Regions from separate parts of the Mus musculus genome. Here region 1 is linked to region 2. The links are chromatin contacts, called in public Hi-C maps. All regions are on one chromosome and are shown on one strand. The core of a region is the stretch at or near the end of the contact, and the rest is flanking DNA. Distances in the headings are between cores, read along the strand shown.

The links. A called contact is a pair of places that touch in the nucleus more often than the background predicts.
Region 1: a contact with region 2 is called in a Hi-C map of uterus, with 2.7 times the contacts expected there. The contact joins two enhancer-like sites.

The regions. Positions count from the first base shown.
Region 1 is chr1:186,345,077-186,351,140 of GRCm38.p6, forward strand. No RefSeq gene overlaps it. Among named protein-coding and RNA genes, the nearest start is that of Gm35341, 60 kb to the right of the region's middle. Within about 2 kb of position 2,770, at least 19 of the 459 cell types and tissues checked have an H3K27ac peak or open chromatin away from gene starts, as enhancers often do. A contact at or near this core is called in uterus, where this site is marked.
Region 2 is chr1:185,769,480-185,776,547 of GRCm38.p6, forward strand. No RefSeq gene overlaps it. Among named protein-coding and RNA genes, the nearest start is that of Gm35023, 150 kb to the left of the region's middle. Within about 2 kb of position 3,847, at least 16 of the 459 cell types and tissues checked have an H3K27ac peak or open chromatin away from gene starts, as enhancers often do. A contact at or near this core is called in uterus, where this site is marked.

The DNA.
Region 1 (6,064 bases), core at 1,520-4,019, 570 kb after region 2:
CTCTGAGGAGGGAAGAGTGTGATTGATTGTGTTGGGGAAGAAATGAAAGACTCAGTAAATAATTGCTTTTCTCACTCATCTCAAGACCAGACCTGAATCTCAGACAGTTGCGATTTCAGGATGGTACATGAAAGGACAGTTTAGCCTTTATTAGATCTAAGAAACTGGATTTAAGGATGAAGAATGTCTCAAATGCTGATCTGAGTAAACCGATCAAAAATAGAACATTACCTAAATGTTGAGGAGCTCAGATTTATAAAAGACAGAGACATTCACGTGTAAAACCAAAGCATTTGGGCCATTGAGAAGAAAGGTTGTGGCCTGGCTTCTAGCCTGTCTCTATCCTTAACCCTTTCCTTTTGAATTCAAAGAGATTAAATCAACTTCCCCGGGCCAGTCCTGGATGAGAACATCAAGAGCATGTTGGCTGTGAGAAGGAGAAGGGGGAGATGGAGACGGGGCTGTGAGATCATAGGTCTTTTCCATCTTTGCATCCTGGGTTTCTGCCATTCCTTCCCACACAACTCAAACTGCAGCCACACTGGCTCGCTTGCCATTCCCTAAACATACCCCACACTTAAGTCGGAAGAGCCTTGCACATATTGTTCTACTGCTCTCACGCCACCTCCTCATTTCTGCCCTGCAAGCTCCTACACATGTGCACGAGTCCTACCCCACTTTTTGAAATCTACCTCAATTCACAAGAGGTAAACTGTGTCTCCCACTGGCTTCCATGCTTGCCTATTTCTCCCCCACTCTGACTCTGTGTAACTGAAATGTACGTAGCTGAAATGCCTTTATTCCTCTTATGGAATAAGCTGAGCTCCTAAATCACTTTCTGTTCCGTCCTTGACAGAGAGCTCAACCATGGAGAGCAGGGTTGATAACCGTGTGCATCGTTTTAGATAAGCCATAATTCAGACACAAGAGTGACAAAAACAAGGAGAGGCTGCTAGAGGTAAAGATCTAGGTCAGGGTGAGAACTGAGGTAAAGACAGAGGTAGGGATGGAGATGGGGTGGACAGTGGTCCTAAGAAGGGGAACTGAGGTGGGGATAAGGCTGTGAATATGGACAGGGGTAAGGACAGAGGTAGTGATGGGGAAAGCAATGGGGATGGGAAAGCATGGGGTTTGGGATGGAGATGAGGAGAGAGACAGAGCTAGGGGAGGGATAGAATAAAGACAGAGACGGAGGGGGAAATGAGGATAAGGAGAGATGGGGTGGTGTTGGGCTATACATAGGGGCAGAAGGAAGAGGGTGAGATGAAGACAGAGATAAAGGAGCAGAAGCTGAATGGAGACTGCGGTGGCGGTAGAGGGCGTGAGATGGAAGAGACAGAGATAGAAATTGTGTGCTGCTTGTTTCAGTTACCAAAGGGGGCAAACCTCAGGGACAGAGAGGCACAGAACCTCTGTGCGAATGTTTACTCTGAGGGCTGTAATTTGGATAAGTAGAGGGAAAGCAGACTTCATTAAATTTGCAATGAAACTGCCGGGTACATCAGGATGCAGAACAGGGGATAATAGAGCTCCACTATGCTTTGGGTTATTTTATTTAGATTGAGTTTGATCGTCTTTAATACTGAATTCTGAGTCTCAGGAAGCGTAGACTGTGTATTTCTTTTAAGTATATGCAAAACAAACAAACAAAAAAACCAACAAAAACAAAACTAATATCTTCAACAAATAAAAAGCTGCTTTTGAATGAAGAACCATGGGAATCTCCATCACAATTACACTAAATTAATATCCCTACTAAGAGAGTGAGCTTCACAAACAATTGAAAAGGAAAGCAATACAAAAACACCTCTTTTTACACATTAGCCACCCTGCTATAAACATCAAGGAAGAGTGAGATGCCTCATGCACAGGTGGAGCATGCGGTGTCAAGATAGATAGATAGATAGATAGATAGATAGATAGATAGATAGATAGATAGATGGATGGATGGATGGATGGATGGATGGATAGATAGGTAGATAGAGAGATAGAGAGACAGAGAGATAGAGAGATAGAGAGATATAGATACTCAGGAAGCAACTTTTATGACCAGAGATGCTTTTAAGAATGAAAAATTAAGACACAGTTAACACACACCACCAATACACCACACCATAGAACATAACTTAGATGAGCTAATCTGCAAGAGTGGAGTAAAAAAATGAGGTAATGCTGTTGAGGGGATTATATTCAAAATATGGCAAGACATCAATAGTGACCGAGCGGAGGAAGGAAGGCGTCTCAGCTGTTAGCAATAAGGCAACCGCAAATTTGCAAGATGTATTAACTGCTTCAGTAACTGGTAGTTCAAGAAGTTTAATCCCCAAGACTTCATGCGACCGTCTGTGACAGGGCTGCCCGAGCTATACATCTTTTTCTTGGCCGTGGTTACTGAAATTCTTCCTCCCTTCGTCCTTCCCTCGAGGGTCAGTTCAGGAAGAAAGAGTAGTAGATGGAGAGCTGGCTTCTTGTCTTTCCTCATCCTGCAAAGACTGCCTCCACCACGGACAAGAGGAATGTGTAATGTTGCTCAGACAGGCGGAGGAACTGACACCACGTTTTCTATATCACCCAATGTGCTGAAGGGTGCAAATCATTTGTAAAAGCATTAAGTTGGTTACATTGGCTAAGCAGTTGAAATTGTAAGCTCTTGAATGTCAAGCGCTGACCCTGTGGGGTGGGGGGAGGTTGAAGTGGAATGGTGTGGTGGAGGGCAGGCTTTGGGTCATGTTTTATACTGGAAGTTTAATTGTCCTGGCAAGGATGTTGAAGTGACTCATTGAGCTGAAGTGGATTCTATCTTCCAGCACAGATTTGAAATGGGGGAGGATAGCGCAGCAATAGTATCTTTAAAAGAATTGGCTTAGTTTGCCTCAGCCCCTAACTACTTCCATGCAGATTCATTTGTTTTGGACACCAATGTTGAAAGCAAGCCAATGATAGCAAAAATAGTGTCTATGTCGCCCCTTTTGAACCCACACAAACCTTTTCACTGTGTTTAAGCCAGGGATTTTTTTTTCCAAAGAAAATTACATGTTCTTTGGTCCTTTCCGATCTTTTATTGAAGAACGTTAAATAGTTTATAGCTAGAAAGAATTATAAAGTCATCATGACACCAAGTTTGTGCAATGGTGTTTTCCAAATGTGTTTTGATTATTCTCACAGAAACTCTCATCCCACTCAGAGATGAGTGTTTCTAACTTGGCGTTGTAAGGTGAGTCATGCTGTCTGTTTATCCCCGGGACATAGGTGCTGGATTTACCTTGCTTTAAAGGAATGCTCTCTGCATGGGTTTTATAATCCTTTGCTAGTCAGTGGCCAACCCCCTGAGATGCCCCTTGTGTCACTGAAAATAGTGAACTCGAAACTCCAGCACAGAGCAACCCTTTACTATCAGCTGGGGAAATTTTCTGCTGGAAGACTGTTGCATATGCTTGCAGAAATGCTGCCTCTTAAATCCCCACCCCTAAGAGTGTAATCAGAGCTATTCCAAAGGCAAGTAGGACCAAGTAATCTCCATCCAGAGGGTGTCACAGAAAACCTGTGGATGCTATTGCTGGGCTGGGAAGGGAAATCAGGGAAGGATGCGGAGAACAGGGACATTTTGTTCCCAGAATACCTTTACTAAGAGACTCTTAAGATGAAGCTAGTAGTCACTGCATGATAAATGGGTTTTGAATCGTGTGGAAGCTCAGGGGAGGGACTGGCATTTTGATTACCCAGATTCAAATCAGACCAAGGAGAGTAGAAAGGGGTTAATTTCTTAGAAATCTCAGAAGCAGAATGAACAGGCTCCAGTAATAAAAATAAAATAAAATAAGCAGTAATGAAGCAGCTGAGTGATAGAATTTCTTTCAGTCTTTGAAGTGGGAAAGTGTCGTGATGAATTCTGTTGGTCCAGGTGAACTTGGGTCACCTACAGGAAGCTCTGCTGGCGACAAAAGAAACATAAACTTGCAGCCATGATAAGATCATTGCTAGAGGAGTCAGAGACCATCACTGTGGGAGTGACCACTGAAGGCTGGGGGGAAAGTATGCTCTCTAAACTGGAGAGAATGGAAAGATAAAGCTAGAATCCGTGTTTCTAGTCAGGCAGGGCAAATAGAAAAGGTGCAGCCCTTCTGTTTCATGGAAAGACCACCAAAAAGCATCAAGGTGGCATAGAAGAATAGTTGAAAGGAAAATGAAATCTAACAAGAGCATTTTATAAGCTAGAAGAACAGGGAAATGTGGAGTGAGTGAGGAAACCTCACAGCAAAAGGGAAGGCTGTACTGATGAAGCCTAAGTGCAGCCAAGTTGATGTGTAGTGTTATTCTGGCAGAAATAGAGGCGGGTGCATAGATAGGAGCTATTCAGTATTGGAGGTAACATATCTTCAGAGATTTAAACTCATTTAGATTCAGAAAAACAAATAAAACATCACATTTCTTTATGCCTTCCTCAGTTCCACACAGCCAAGAGTCATGTTCTCTTTACAGTGAGGTGGAAGATTATATAGCTGACTATCCAAGGTGAGAAAGCTAGAAAATTCGTGGCTCAGGGTTCCCTAAAAGAGCAGTGAGCATGGAATAACTTACCAAGTAAGAGGTTATATGGGAGCATCCTAAAAACTAGCAAGCAGTCTGTTCCCCTCCTTTTTAGCCCCCTGAACACAGCTGGCAATGCTGACTTCTGCTGAGGTTGGATGCTCCCTTAGGCAACGGGCCTGGGGTGGGGCATTGCCCAGGAGAATAGATTCATGGTTAGCAATGTTTAGAATCCTCTCAATTAATAATGCTATCCTCAACAATATTAATACTCAATTGTTCCATCATAGCGCAACATACCCTTAACAAAATACCTTGCTAATTCAAGATGCGATTCATAAACACACAAATTGTCAATATTGAGTTAATGACAAAATGAAAACTTCCTGCAATTGTCACTCTTGCTACTAAGTGTAAAGCAGTACAAACAGCCACGTCTTTCTGACTATTTTATTATTCCTTTCAGCTGGGCTTGCCATCTTTACCTCACTAAATGGATTCATGGATTCCTAGTGCTGAGAGGAGAGCAAGTTTGTCACTGGTACATGGAATGTTGGGAGAGGCGGGGCCTATGGTGGGGTGCAATGCCCTAGGGCAAATGAACAGGTTCAGGTTGGAGTGGAGTTTGAGACCAATACAAGGAGGATTAATGGCTATGATTGCCTGCCCCTGAAGCCCCTTTCTTCTTTAGTTCCTGTTTGATTAAGCTATTAGTCCCTTCCTATTCAGAGCAGAAAAGTCTACATGGGATGAGCTCCCTGTCTCATTTCTTCCATTTTTTCATCCCTCAACTTCCCAAGAGCCAAATCTTTGGCCTTAGAAAGACCAATGGAATGGGCCCACCCATTCCCAGAAGGAACTTGACGTTCTAGCCCTGAAGCTTCCTCCTCTCCCATCTTCTGTGTTTCCAGAGAATAACTCTGGCTCTATAGTCACTCTGACTCCCTGAAGCACCCGCCATCTGCCCTCTGCCCCCTCCACACCCCACCAATGACTGCAGCAAGAGACAGCTAGTGCTGAGTGTTTTGTTTCCAGTACTGAGCTTTCAGCTCAGCAATCTTCCCTTTCCAGTCCATGTGCCCCAGAGTCTGGGGAAGGACGCAAGCCTGAGCCTCAGCTGCAGATCTTCTCGAGCAGCAGCAACATAACTGCAGTCCCTGGGTGTGCTAGACTTTGTAAAAGTGTGCACGGTTTATACCCTGGGGTTCAGCCAACAGCCCCATCAGCTTTGCATACAGAAACTTCAGAAGAAGCAGCAGAATTACCAAGAGTAGAACAGGTAAGCAAGGCACCTGGGAGTCTTGTCTTAAGGCCCCGGTCCCCTGAACTGAAGTGTCTAGTATGCACTGTCTGCACATTAGAGAAAATCACTCTCTGGCTGGCACACAGTATAATTTGAAAATGTTCAGGAGTCTTTAAAAGAGCCTCTACAAACACTGTCTTTGTGCCTAGTTTTTCCTGAACTCAAGCTTTGATTCCAAGAGCAAAGAAAGTTCCAGACTTGGCCAAAACTTCAGCTGTATAGAATCTGAAGGCA
Region 2 (7,068 bases), core at 2,597-5,096:
ACCAAACCACCAACCAAAGAGAACACAGGAGTAGCCATGGCTTCAGCTGGATATGTAGCAGAGGATGGCCTTATCTGGCATCACTGGGAAGGGTCTGTGGAGGCTTGATGAATAAGGATAGGGGGATGCTAGGGCACTGAGGCAGGAGTGGATGGGCGGGTGGAAGAGCACCCTCATAGAGGCAGGGGGAGGAAAGAGGGGGCAGGGGGCTTGCTGGAGGGGGAACTGGGAAGGGGGATAACATTTGAAATATAAATAATATAACCAATGAAAAATGAAAAAAATGTGCTAATATATTAATTTCTTTCCTTGAGATTTGGTTTATAACTTTTTGGTGTTATGGATTGAACTCAGGACTTTGTGCGTGCCAAATTACATTTCTAATCCTTAATTTTAGCCCTTTAAAGTAGCCATACTAAGTCTAGTGGCAGCTGCTCATGACTTTAATCCCAGCCCTTGGGAGGCAGAGGCAGAGGCAGGCAGACATCTGTAAGTTCGAGGCTAGCCTGATCTACAGAGCTAGTTTCTGAACAGCCGAGTCTACACAAAGAAACCCTGTCTTGGAAAAAAGTAACCACATTAATAATAAGTAAAACAAAATAGATACAATTGATTTTGGAACAGTGTTCTCTCTCTCTCTCTCTCTCTCTCTCTCTCTCTCTCTCTGCTAGTTGGTTTTATTGTGTCAGGAGAAATCCTCAGGGCACTAAACAATAAATTGAATTGTACAAGGTGACCTTACCAAATCACTGGTGGCTGCATTTCTAAATTTTCTGAACTCAGAGGAAGAAATTTTTACTAAAGAAACTCGTTCTCTTTGGCAATCCTAAGGAAGGTTCACGATTACACTTGGCCGTCCTTCTGATGACACATAGCAGGTCTATTTCTGTACATAGGCAGAGATATTTTTGATTTATTCTGTCTACTTTTCCATACTGTTATTGTTAGGCAGAGTTCTACATTCAGAGATATTTGTATCTAAAACAAAGAGGTACACAGTATGTATCACATAAAGTGTAATGAAGGACTTGGCCTGTATAAATTACAATGCCCTTAATACATATGCAGAATAGTGATTCAATAGATACTGAAGAGATAAACATGATAAAGCACAAAGATCATTAAGTTCCAGCCAATATGTGGACAAAAACTATTACTAGAAAATTTGTCATGTCTGACAAATTATAATATTTCATGGAGCCTTTGTTGTTTCAGTTGTTAAATAGCACTATTCTTAAATTTGTCTGACAAAAATTCGTATATGAAATGGGAAGTGGGATCATTGTTATGCAGAAGTCACTAGTAAGTATTCCAAAATATGCTGTGCACCAATTCACACAGTATTTTATTTCATTGATTATACCCAAGTGCTATCATGTTGGTCATGCGGTTATGCCATCGACATGAAATTATTGATGAGATATTTTAATTGTCTTTTCTCAGAGTGAATCTTTAACACTTGTTGCAATAAGTAGGTGTGGTGTTAAGACAAGTGAAGAAAATGGTCATGAGTTTGTGCAGAACATTTCTATGTACAGGGCAGTGTAGTAGCAGTTACAATATATTATATTCAACCTCCTAAATGCCCTATAGTATGACCTTTTGTCCCCCCACCCCCCATTTTACAGTGTCATAAAGGGACTATAAAGTTGTCTTCCAGACTAAGGTCTTCTCGGAGCAACATTTAACCAGTTACTGGGAGACAATTAGTTTAGCTTCTACTGGCCCAAGACAATGGGTTTGAATAGCCACTCTAAGAAGGGCAACAAGTTAGAAAAGGTTAACTAATTTACCTCAAACCCCAAAGCTAATAAATGGTAGCACACCTAATATTGAAGGCCAGACCTGTTTGCCTCAGAGGTCAATCCCTAGGATATTTTGATATTTCTTCTAGAATTCTCCTTGATACTGAGGAGGAGTTAGGGAAACAGAGCTAGTGCAGGGAAGTAATGGTTGGCCCCTTAACATGGCTGCTGCTTGTATCCCTGGATGCTGCTTGTCCCTAAAGACTTTGGCACCTGAAGTGTGTGTGTGTGTGTGTGTGTGTGTGTGTGTGTGTGTGTGCATGTGTGTGTAACATAGCAAGTTGTCTTCCAACTCACAACATGCACTCAATGTGTTATATTTCAGTGAGTTCTAACAATCCTTCCTGACCTCCCCCACTTCAGGTACCAATGACTAGGTTGCATTTCCTTAGCTCTGACCTTGTGACTAATACATTCATACAAACAAAGCAATTAAATCAGTGTCTGGCACCTAAAAATCACTCAAAAAACATCCACCCATTATTCCTCTCTTAGATGTCTCTCTTGATGTATTTTGATTTTTCTGAAGTCATCATTCACTCTCTCTTCAAGAGGACCTTTTTAACTTGCAGATTTTCTGAGTGACTGGGCATCCATTTAAGGATAAACTATTACTTCTTTATTTCTCCATTCCTAGTTGTTAGTTATGTCATCTATGTGAACATCGTTGTGGTCTCTGTGGATTCTTCTTATCAAAGGGTAGATCTTTTAAATTTAGTAGGTGAGTGTTTATCATAGGACTTGGGAAACCTATTTCTGAATGGAATTTTAAAAATACAGCCCAATATAAAAATATCCTTATGAGGGACTGAGGAGATGGCTTAGTCTAACACACTCCTTGTCTGTGCAGGAGGACCCAAGTTCAGATATCCAGCACCTACATCAGAGAGCTAGAGATGATCAAGTGCAGATCTTAACCTTGGTGTAGTAAGGATGAAGACACGTAGAATCCAGGAGCTTACTAGCCTGGCCAGGCAGTCGATCCTGTCACAGAGTAGCCAGTTCAATGAAAGAAGGTGGGAGCATTCAAGGAAGGTACCAAACGTTGACTTCTGTCCTACACACACATACACACACACACACACACACACACACACACACACACACACACACCACATGTCTCTTGCTCACCATATATCTATATCTATATCTATCTCTATCTCTATCTACATCTCTATCTACATCTATATCATCTATATCATCTATATCTATATCTATCTTCATGAGTTAGCTTTCATGACAAAGGGAGTAACCAGGGGAAGATGACCTCTGTGTGTGGCTTCCATCTCCCTGCTCTGGAATAGTAACTTGCAGAAATACTCCAAGGAGTTATCGTGAGCAGAATGCCACATGCCAGGTTTATTGTTTCTATTGGACACATTTCAGAACAGCCTGTGACTTTACAATGACTGCTTCCAGATCAGGCTCTATATTCTAGTTGACATTTTAAAAATTAGCCTTTCCCTACAACTGAAAGAGCCAGGACCCTATCTGCCCTTTCTGCTAATAGTTGGTAGGAAACATGAGCCACACAATGGCAGACATGGACCCAACTCAGATTGTCCCCAGATAGAGAGGGCTGAGTCTTCATTTGTTTGGAAAAGTAAAAGATTGGAGCTATTGATACGTAGCAGTTGTTCAGGGCATCCTCAAGTCATGCTTCTACATAGCACAAGGTGGGTCTGTAAAAGGATACTGCCAAGTAACCCCTAGAAGGAAGATGGAATAATTTTCTGAATAACATTTGGTTTTTGTAGCAACACTAGGGCTGGGGCAAAGATAAAATAAAAATGCATTTATAGTCCTGGAAAAAAGAAGGCAGGCATTATCTCCCTCATAAAACCAGCTGCTCACCCTGAAATTACATTTCTTCTAGAATATTTTATTTTATCTTTGATCATTATAAATTATTCTTTTAAAGTTCTATTTTTTGCTTTTTAAGGTTCCGATTGAGAAAGCAGTTGGCATCCCTACACACCAGGACTTACACAGGCTTATTTATTGAAAAACCTCTCAAGTACTTCCCTTTCCACCCGTCTGAACCCATCAGGGTTGCTCTGTGGAGCTGTCTTGTGGACAGTTATGGGCAGAGTCGGCTAACCACCTCTGGCGGTAGAAGCGACTTTCCATGGCTCTGAGTGCCAGATACATTTGCTTACTCAGAGTTTCACTTGACTCATAACCTTTTCTTGGTGGTGGTGGTGGGGGGTGTTTTGTGTGATTCTGAATTACAAAGAGTTGACTGGGGAACTTAAGGGGGAAAGGGCTTAGAGAGGAAGATGGAGGATCAAGGGGCAAGGTGGCCAAGTCCTTATGTTGTTCTAGGTCTAGAGATGGGTCTTGACGGTGGAATGCTGGAGACTTCATCCCCACAGGTAGTTCCTTTCACTGGGAGAATGTGTGAACACAGTACCCACGCTTCCAGCAGAAGGAAGCTGCTCTTAGAAGCAGCTTGGCACGGTGGGCTCTTGGTAATCTGGCAACTCATTCCAGAGGCTCGGAGCCGCTGGAGACAAGGTCTCCTCCCCTGTTTATCCTGAAGCATCTAAAAATCTTCCCGAGGCATTGTATGAGCCAGCATGAAGACCATAGAGCCCGGAAGCAGAGGGATCACTTTATTAGCAGCAATAACAATACTAACAAATAAATTACTAACGATAATAAAACAATCACCAGCAGTTAGGATTTTATAGATCACAGAGCATTTTCTCCTTCATTTTCTCATCTCAGATAATGGCCATTTGTTACAACGCTGCTGGCACTGAGAAGATTCAATACAATCATTCTCAGATCAAAGGAGGGATTTTCTCCCAGCCCCTGGGAGTGGTGGTAAAAATGAATTGCCTAGGGTATTGACTTGGCCACCCCAGAGAAAACAGGAGGGAGGGGAGGAATAAACGGGAGGATCTGGATATGATGCTATTCTGTGAAGCAGTTTGCTTCTTCCCCCTAGAATTTTAACTGCACCCTTGGGATGTAAGGGGCTGGATAAAGGATCAGATGGTCTTTGAATGCCGTACTGTGTTGAAACATAAAGGGACTTCATAAAAATCCTGGGTTGTGAAATATTAAATATTTGGCATGTGTTGTAGTTGTCAAATGAAATTAGTTATATAAGCAGAACTCTCTAGCATGGTTTCCCTTTGTCCAGCGTTGGAGAAAGGGTTTAGTGAGGAAAGACCAAACCATCTGAAGGCTAACTTGTGAAAAACCACTTCCCTGCAGAGGAACATCTGGAGACCTGGGAGATGGCTCCCCTGGTGAAGTGCTTTCATGAGGACCCGAGTTTAGATCACAGCACCAACAGGAAGGAGGGGCTCAGTGGTGCACATCTGCACTCCCCATGCTGGCCGGTGGGGGTGGGGAGCTAGAAGACTCCCTGGAGCTCACTGGCCATCTAGTTGTATTCCAGGCTTTGTGAGAGACTCTGTCTCAAAATATAAGGTAGAGAGAGAGTCAGTTCCAAAGGAAACCCCAATTCCCCAAACTCTAAAAGATCCAGAAATGAGCTCAACCTGGACAGCGGAGGATTTCTGGCAGCTAGATAAAAGGCAGCATTCCTCAGGAACTCATGAAGCCAGTTCCTCTACCAAAAGGAGTCATTTCTCTTACCGCTGGCAGAAGGGGCAAATGGTCACTTGTGGTACCTATTAGCACATCAAAGCTCATGCTGGCCTCCAGGACTCCTCAGGACCCCAAGTCCCTGCTACACGTTTCCAAGTGCATGCTAGCTTCTTAGCCCTTCTCATCTCCTCCTCCACCCTCCACTCCCTCCAGCTCCCTTCCTCAGGCAAGCTCCTCCTTCTTTAAGCCTACTGTTCTTGCCTTGTTCCCTCTCTTCCCCATACCGCCTTTCCCTCCCTTGCAGATAGCCCTGGCCAGGTCAAAACTGCTGGCCACGCTCATTCTGTTTCTTCTCTGCTCCAGACTCTTCCAGATGCCCCAGGCTGTCCTCTTAGAGCTACAATAAAAACCTTCCCTCTAACAGTACCATGGAATAGGCATGTCAGCAGTTTATGCAAAGAATGATAATGGAAGACACCCAGCATTGACCTTTAGTCTGTACCTACCCACACACCTATGTCTTGTATACACACACACACACACACACACACACACACACACAGAGAGAGAGAGAGAGAGAGAGAGAGAGAGAGAGAGAGAGAGAGACAAAGAGACAGAGAGAGACAGAGAGAGACAGAGAGACAGCAAGAGAGAGAGAGATCTAGAAAAAAAAGTTACTGAATTCTAAACAAAACAAAACAAGCAACCAACCAATCAACCAAACAAGAAAATCCTAGAACCCATATCAAGTTCTCATGGTAGAGAGCTTTATAAGGATAGATAGGATTTTTTTTTTTTAAGTTGCCATTGAGGCCAGGTAGGGAAGAAGGAAACCATTGACACATCTTGTAGATGGAGACTCAGGTAACCAGTCTCACTCCTCCTTTCAGCCAACTTTTCTACTCCCAACCAATCTCATACTACCCTGTATTGAAAGACGAAATCTTTTAATGAAGATTGTATTTGTTTTTAAGTATGTGCATATGTGTGGGCATGTGCACATGAATGCAGGTAGACTCTGAGCCCAGAAGAGGTTATTGGATCCTCTGGAGCTGGAGTTATAGAACCTCCTGACTTAGAGCTGAACGAGGATCCTCTGGAAGAGTAGGAAGTACTCTTTAACAGTTAAACCATCTTGCCAGCCTCAAGAAACTCATCTTTTAGGTAAACCTTCAGTGATAAATTTGTGAATGCAACACCAAACAGTTCAAAGTAAAAGCAGGTAACAATTTGGGATCAGTCTCATGCTGGCTGGCTTGCACTTTGTGGCTTTGTGCTGTGTTTAGAGAAAGTGAGATTACCATCAAGTGAGAAAAGTCACAGGCAGGTTTTGCAAGAGGCCACAGTTTATGTTCCCTCACAGTTGTGTAAGAGTAAAATTCTGGCTGCTCGAAGTTGCACAGTTCCCAGGGTGACAGACTGGGTGGCACAGCCATGTCGTTCCTTAAGGTGATTCCACCCAGGACAGTGGATTTGCATGACTGGTGGCTAAAGAAAGAGGAAACATGATGAAGCCATGTTCTCAAGTAGATCCAATGGCAGACACATTTTGAAAGAGTGGTGTACCAAGCATGGAGCTATATCCTTACAATCCAAGCACTTAGGTAGAGGCAACAGGATCATGGGGCTCAAGACCAGCCTTACCGCTTAGCAACTTTGAGGCTAGCCTGAGCTACATGGATCCAACCCTGTGGGCAGT